2 separate regions of the Sus scrofa genome follow, and region 1 is linked to region 2. A link is a contact called in public HiChIP or PLAC-seq data. All regions are on one chromosome and are shown on one strand. The core of a region is the stretch at or near the end of the contact, and the rest is flanking DNA. Distances in the headings are between cores, read along the strand shown. Region 1 holds the start of POLR2K (DNA-directed RNA polymerases I, II, and III subunit RPABC4). Region 2 holds the start of RNF19A (ring finger protein 19A, RBR E3 ubiquitin protein ligase).

Region 1 (3,899 bases), core at 1,289-3,788, 160 kb before region 2:
GCTCTCAAGGGCTCACTGGTATAAGTGCTGTAGTAGAAAACGAATAACAGCACAAAAGAAAAAGGAATCAACTAACAATATAGAAGATAGGGCAGAGCTAACTTTATAAAGACTGTGCCAGGAGGTGGATTTTGAAAGATAGTGGCAGTTTAAGAGAGATAAGAGATGATTCCAAACTGGAAATGTGCAAGAGAAAGAAAATCAAACAGTTGGGCACATTAGATAAACTGTAAACAATTTGTTACAGCTGGAAAATAAGACGTTTTAAGGAAGGGGCAAAGTTTTTTGTTTTTTTTTTTTGTTTTTTGCTCTTGGCTTGTGAAAATTACCACGCCAAGGATCAAACTGGCACCACAGCAGCGATGCAGTGACAACACAGGATCCCTAACCTGCTATACCACAAGGGAACTCCCAAATAAAATCCTTGAGAAGGGGAAGAAGCCAAGCCATGGAGAGTTTTGGATGCATGCTGAATCTGAAGTTTACTGTCTAGGCAATGCAGAGCAATTTAGAAAGACCACTCTGGTGACTCGACTTAACTCATTCAAAGAAGAATAATTTTTCCCTCACCCCTCCCTAAAACAGAGCAGAAAGACATTTAGTTACAAATCTAGTTAAAGCTTGTCCTATACCCCAAATTTAAGCCGCTGAGCTATATTTTCCTAATCTTTACCTATCACAGTCTTTGGCCTTTTTTCCTCCCTTTCTGGATTTGGTGTCATCTTATGACTGACCTCAGAATTCTAAAATCCATGTTTTCCATAGATCCAATGCTGCTTTGGGGGACCATCCAGTAAAACATGATGGAAGACTTTTCCATCACCATGATTAATCAAGTTATGCAGATATATTTAAATGAATATGATCAATGAAAAGAGCTATTCAAGGGGAAAAAATGGTAATTTGCATCTCCATAACCATATTACAAGGTACTAAAAGCACTAGTATCCAACATGGCAAGACAAATACCCTCATTAGGAGAAGGCAATGCAATGATGTTTGGCACATAGTAGGCACTCAAGAAATGTTAGTTGTCATCACTGATAATAGCTTCCACTGACCATGCTCCACATGATGCTAAAATTACTGTTCCTACTCATAGGAACAAGAGTGTTGGATTGGGATCTAGCCCCAACATGAACTCTTGTTGAAATTCTGGATCTCCTTGCTACAACTTGTCTTTACTCTACCCCTCTGTAGGGTCCCAGGAGCCGTTTGTATTCTGCATGTGTTAATTCCTCCTGATCTCCATAGACTGCATTAAGTGCCAGCATCTTCTTGAAATCTCAAGCTTGAGAGTTGGAATCCAGGTCAGCTTGCAATGATTAAAGTTATACTTTTTGGATCACTCCATAATCTTTCTCTTATGATAACAATGGTTTTATCTAATACTTCTTGGAGCAAAGCTTATTTTGATTCTTCTTTTGGGTTACCTCTTCCCTTTGGCTGACAGGAGAGATATTTTTTAAGATGGTCAAAATACTTGTATGTTCTGTCTTAGCCTGTCTGTGGAGGAAGAAGCAGGACACTCCACTGTGTTTCCTGAAATTTTTACAACAGGGAGCTAAGAAGACTGGGAAGATTGAGTTAAATCTCTCAAGTTGGTCTGTGGAGGTGCCGGCAGTTGGAACTCCTCCTGGAAGTGTAATGCGAAGCTCAAAGTTCCCAAGTTTCCGTATGGAAGACCAGAGAGCAGTATTGCCTGCTTAATAAGAAACCAAAATAATGCATGTTGGGAAGAAAGAAACCTGCTTCTCCAATTAACTGTAATAGATAACGAATATGTATTTTCTAAATTGTAACAACTTCATTTTCTTCCTCTCATTCTGATATTAGTAAAATGCCTGCTATGAAAGAAGCAAACGAATGTAAATGTGTACATCCAACGATAATGTCTCACTAATAGTTTGATCTTTGAAAGGATTCCACTGAGCAGGTCGTTTTGTTCTTCTAGAGAATACATGGGACCAAAGGAGGGTCGGTAAACAGCCACCACTACCTAAATCCCTCAGCTTTAAGTGGCAGTAGTTGGATGTAGCTGCCTGCAAGTCCGCCTGTGCTTTAAAACGAGTAAAAGGAGAGGCTGAGAAGGATGACAGGTACCTAAGTGAGAAAGGGTCGAAAAGCAAACATTATGCAAAGGGCAGGAGGCGGCTGTTCCACTGCCGGCGGCACAGGTATTAAAACGATCTGAAATCCATAATCTGAAAACTGCTCTTCTACGTGGAAATCAGCGGTGAAACCGATACTTCCACGTTCTTTGGAGTAACGGTCAGCCCAGGGATTCCATGAGCACTTCACTTGGGTATCTAACGCTCTGACCTCTTGGAAAACTGTTACTTTCTGCGGCCTTCATTTGTCATAGAAACAAACCTCCTTCGACCTGAGAAACTGCTAAAATTCTTTGCCTCCCCGAAAAATGAAAATAGTTGGGAGCCAAATAAGAACCTCTACAGAGCGAATCAAACATACATAATTCCAATTTAACTGCCCGCGCTCAATCCGGGTTCTTCGGCCACTCCTTGGGCGGAAGGGGCGGAGACTACATCCTGCGTCATCTGCCAGTGCCGGAAGTGGGCTGACACACAGCGGCCTCAGGAATCTGTTAGGGAGCCTCGGGAAGTTTCTCCGTGTTCCGTGGGTAGGGGTTTGGCGGATTGGCGGTTTGGGATTGGAAGGTGAGTGTTTGGGCCAAAACTGGAAAGATACTAGGGGTTACAGGAGGTCCGGTGTGGGATTAGAGTCGAGAGAGGCTGGGGATGGAGTCGATGCTGTTAGCCCTTTGGCTTGTTTAGCTGTTGGGTTGTCTGCCTTTTCAGCTGTTAGGAGTTATTTCATTATTTTTCCCTTTTCTTCGGTTCGCATGTTTTCCTGTTGAGGGGTATAGTTTTTTGGCAATTTCTTGCTAAATTTTGGGAAAATTTCACTTGTGGGAGTTCCCCTTGTGGCGCAGCGGAACTGAATCAGATGAGTATCCTTGAGGATGCGGATTCCATCCCTGGCCTCGCTCTGTGGGTTAACGACCCAGCGTTGCCTTGAGCTGTGGTATAGATAGCAGACGGGGCTCGGATCCCGCGTTGCTGTGGCTGTCAGGCCTATTGGACCCCCTAGCCTGGAACTTCCACATGCCGCGGGTGGAAAAAAAAAAAAGAGAGAGAGAGAAAGAAAAAGAAAAATTGGAGTTCCCGTCGTGGCGCAGTGGTTAACGAATCCGACTAGGAACCATGAGGTTGCGGGTTCGGTCCCTGCCCTTGGCTCAGGGCAGGGTTAATGATCCGGCGTTGCCGTGAGCTGTGGTGTAGGCTGCAGACGCGGCTCGGATCCCACGTTGCTGTGGTTCTGGCGTAGGCCAGTGGCAACAGCTCCTATTCGACCCCTAGCCTGGGAACCTCCATATGCCGTGGGAGCGGCCCAAAGAAATAGCAAAAAGACAAAAAAAAAGAAAAAGAAAGAAAAAGAAAAATAGTACTTGTACTCGTGTTAAATGAAAACCAGAGCTTCGCAGTCAGATCTAAATTCCTCTGCCTTTTAACTACTGAATAATCCTGACCAAATTAACCTTCCCTAAATCTTAGTTTCTTGATCTGTTCATTAAGAGTAATTATTTAACCGCCTAGAATTGTTGTAGAGATTATAATGAAATAGCATGTGTAAATATGAAATCTGTAAAGTGTTTATGGAGTCCAGTTTGGGGGTAAATGCAAAATGCTTATTTGTGGGTTTGATTCATTCTTTAGAACCAGCGGTAGGATTTTTAAAAAGTACGGATTAGGAATTGGGAACTTTTTAGCTTTTTAGCTTTCCCTGAGAAAAATAAGGCATGATTGGATTTGTGAGGGGCCCCTTTAAGATGTTCAGTATTTGAATCTGTGATTTCAGGGATAACGATGGACACACAG
Region 2 (4,166 bases), core at 434-2,933:
TTATATGCAGATAATCAAATGCTTGAGTTTTCCCAAACTCTTACTTAAAATCTCTGGGTGACTAATGGTATGCTAAATCTTATCCCGTGTTTTTGGCTTTATTCTTGAAAAGCACATGACTATTTCTTCCTAGTTCTAACAACCATACATGGTAAATGCTACGTAAATGGAGGCTGCTGTTAACATATAAGACATATATAAGCAAAATTATTTTATTTTAAATATTAGTAGAATGGCATTTGTAATTCAAAAACGTGAGGCAAATGAACTTATATGATCTGTGGTTCTTGAGGCTAGCAAATACTCATTTATGTCAACATGAACACATCATATTGCGGCACCATTAAGGAACTTTTCAAAAGGGTCATTTAATTTATATAAATGACTCAAACAAAAGCAAGCAAACAAAAGGCCTGATAGTTTCATCTATTATACCAAAATAAAAATTCTCCAAATGGATGGGGAAAATCAATGTGTCCACTACTACATCCTATACTCTACTAACTTACCCTTTTCTTCTTTTTTTTGGTCTTTTTTGATATTTCTTTGGGCCGCTCCCACGGCATATGGAGGTTCCCAGGCTAGGGGTCGAATCGGAGCTGCAGCCCCCGGCCTATGCCAGAGCCACAGCAACGCGGGATCCGAGCCGTGTCTGCAACCTACACCACAGCTCACGGCAACGCTGGATCATTAACCTGCGACCTCATGGTTCCTAGTCGGATTCGTTAACCACTGCGCCACGATGGGAACTCCCTGAAAATGTTCTTAAGTGAATATGTGATGCAAAGACAGTATAAAGATGAACAACATAAGATTCCTGCCTTTAATATCTGACACTGCTCCTGACAAGTGTCAATATATACTCAATATATTTTTTTTGTCTTTTGAATTAATAAAGTACCTATCATGTTAAGTTTTTTTTTTTTTTTTTGAGTAATCGTTGGCAAATTCTTATTTTATCCAGAGAAAAAACTAACTCAAGAAAAATCAAACAAATTCTTCTTACCCACAGTCTGGAGCTGGACACCACCTACAATCAGGATCTGCAACAAGCCACCGTCTAAGCATAAATTCTTCATATTTTTCCATCAAGACATCATCACTTAATATCAAGCGAATATCATGGGGATTAAACCGTTCAGTACATTCTGGGCAACTGATATTAACTCTACTTTCAGAAATTTCTATCCTTAGGTATTGTCGCAAGCAATCCACACAAGATCTATGATGACAAGTCATTATCTCAGGAAATCTGTCTTTAGAATGCCGCAAAAGGCACAAGGGGCACTCTATGAAGTCTCCAATTTGTTTGCTGATGGAAGTTAATCCATTGTCAGAGGAGGTATTTGTAGAAAAAATGGAGTTCTTATCAGTACACATTTCAGAATGTATACTTTCGATACTCGCAATTCCATCCACCCCGCCATTTAGCTCCCTTGATTTACGTTTGTTTTCCTTTTTCCTCCGAAAAAGAGAGCCTATTGAAATTCTTCTTTTTTTGGGTGCCTTTTTGACTGAAGGCAAGCTTACAGATGATGCAGAAGACTGAAGATCTCGATCCGAACCCATTTGCCGATGTAAACTCATGTCTAAAATACTCATTAGAATTGAGTTAGGGTCTGTGTTTATACACAGCCCTTCATTATATTTAGAGAGCAAACCTATTTCTTGTTCTTGCATTCAGATTAAGTCATGGTGTAAGAAAATCCTACGTGGCTCCTTAAGAGAATTCTTGAAAAAGTTCAATTTATAGAAGACTTATCACAGATGTTCTGAAAAACAAAAGAAAATAGAATACCAAGATTATTTAATTGCATTCTCAGTCTGCATATTTTTTACAAACTTACAAACTCTTCTCCATGAAACTTCAAAGAAGTATGTTCTTTAACTATTTGTTGGTTTTCTTTTTAAATAAGGCCAACTATTGAGTAGTCTACAAGAGAATATAAAACCAATGCTGAAATAACAAGGATATTCTTTAATCTTAAGAGCCTAGATTTGAGCTGATCTCATTAAAATCTTGTACAAAACTTTTGATCATTATCACACTCAAACATCAGTGATTCCCACTGCCTTTAAGAGTTTTTTAAAAAGTGACAATAAAATGTACATGCAAATACAAAAGTCTAAGGATAGCTTATACTATTTTGAAGAACAAAGTGTATATGTGTGTGTGGGGGTACTCTTACACTGCCAGATATAATTAGTATTATAAAGTTACAGTAATTAAGAAGACAGTGTGGAACATCACAAAGACGGATACAAACACCAATGGAACAGAGCACAGTACAGAAAAAAAAGCCCCACATATACACATGGATACTTCTTATTATCAAAGGAGACACTGCTGAGCATTAAGAATGGCCTTGTCAAGAAGAAAACAAAACCACATAATACAGTTTTCCTGGTTACCATCTGAGAAGAGAAAAGGAACTTAACATGTAGCTAAATCCCCATATAAAAATAAATTCTATATGGTTCATAGAACTAAATGTGAAAAGTAAAATCATAAAACTTCTAAGAGTCAATAGAAGAGAATGTTTTAATGAAAAGATTTCTTAAATGGGACATGCTAAAGTACTTAACTATAAAATAAAAATTGTTAAATTGATTACAATAAAGAGACAGTATTAGGGACAGGGAGAAGATATTTGTCACTTATAACTAATAAAGGAACAGTATCCAGAATATAGAAAGAATACTTAGAAATCAATAAAACAAAGCTGACATTCAAAAGAAAAATGGGCAATGGACATAACAGACACTTTACAAAATATATGAAAAAGTGCTCAACATCATCTGTCACACACATTAAAGCCACACTGAGGGATCACCATACACCCAGGAGGATGGCTAAAATTCTGACATTTCCAAATGTTAACAAATACATGGACTGCTCGTAGGAGTGAAAAATGGCACAAATACTTTGGACAACTGTTTAAAAGCATCTACCAAATGTGGACATATGGATACTCTTATCTTTCAAGTTATAGCTCTACATATGGATCTTGTCCTGAGAACTTATCACTTAAAATATTAAACAAGCGGTACTTAATGAGTATTGCCTAGAGAATTCTTCAAAACATGTTTCTAGAAATGATACCAAATAATTTATTATCCAGATAAGAACCTAGTAAGAGGTGCTGTTAATATTTAAACTAGGATAATAGGGGGAAAACCAGAACAGATGGTCATCCTATTCAGGAAGCCTTTCTAAAATATTGTACAAATAAACAAATACGCCTCAAAGGAAAATAAACCAATTTGAATACTAAAAAATTTTACCATATTTTATATGATAAAAAATACTATAAAGTAGGAAGACATGATAAATTAGTAAAGACATATATAACAACAAACAAATCCCCATAGTATAAAAAGAGCTTTTATACATTAGTAAGAAAAAGATGTGCAACAGTAAAAGGAGCAAAGATATAAGAAGGCAGTTCTTATAAAGAATTACAAAAATTAGGAAGATAGGAACAGTCACAACTAAAGAAATGAAAATTCAAACATTAGATACCATCCCTGTACACATTAGACTGAAAGTTTGAAGGGATTGATGTGTACTGAAAGAAGCACCTCAACATATTATTGGGAGGAACTCAAATCGGCACAACTTCAGGGAACCAATTTGGCACAAACTTTCAGAATGGAACTTTTGACCAGCAATCCTACAGGTAAAATTCATCCTTCAGAATATATAAGGACACAAATATGCAAATATATACTGTACAAGGAAACTCACCACAGCCTTGTTGATACAAGCAAATAAAACAAGGCAAAAAAAAAAAAAAAAAGCCCCTCACAAAACCTGGAAATAAATGTCCAACAGGGAAATGGGGAAGAATAAAGGAACCAACCACAATTTGTGTGCAATAATAAGGAAAAGATCTCTCTATATAATACTAAGTGAACAATAATAACTGCAAAATAGAAGGCAATACTACATATAATTGCAAAAATGTACAGCATGAACCTATTTGTGGGGAAAAAAACACCACACAGGCTTACATGTACCTACACAATTTCTGGAAAAATGTCAAACCATTAACAGTGGCTATCTTGGTGACAATAATCTTTAGTATATACTTTCTTCCTTCTGCATAATACAACTGTATTATGAGCATCCACTGCTTACAGTTAAAAAAAAAAAAACACCTAAG

The links. HiChIP or PLAC-seq counts read pairs in DNA pulled down with a chosen protein or histone mark.
Region 1: a contact with region 2 is called in an H3K27ac HiChIP or PLAC-seq map of alveolar macrophages. The contact joins the promoter of POLR2K here to the promoter of RNF19A in region 2. A contact is called at or near these places in 1 of 5 promoter capture datasets (fetal liver) and 1 of 2 datasets of contacts at active chromatin or transcription factors (alveolar macrophages).

Annotation. Positions count from the first base shown.
Region 1 is chr4:36,851,261-36,855,159 of Sscrofa11.1, reverse strand. It overlaps POLR2K (DNA-directed RNA polymerases I, II, and III subunit RPABC4), which reads left to right and starts at 2,538. Exons shown (of 4, transcript XM_003355012.5): 1 at 2,538-2,678; 2 at 3,880-3,899. The coding sequence starts at 3,888.
Region 2 is chr4:36,687,600-36,691,765 of Sscrofa11.1, reverse strand. It overlaps RNF19A (ring finger protein 19A, RBR E3 ubiquitin protein ligase), which reads right to left and starts at 1,683. Exons shown (of 9, transcript NM_001038006.1): 1 at 1,007-1,683. The coding sequence starts at 1,680.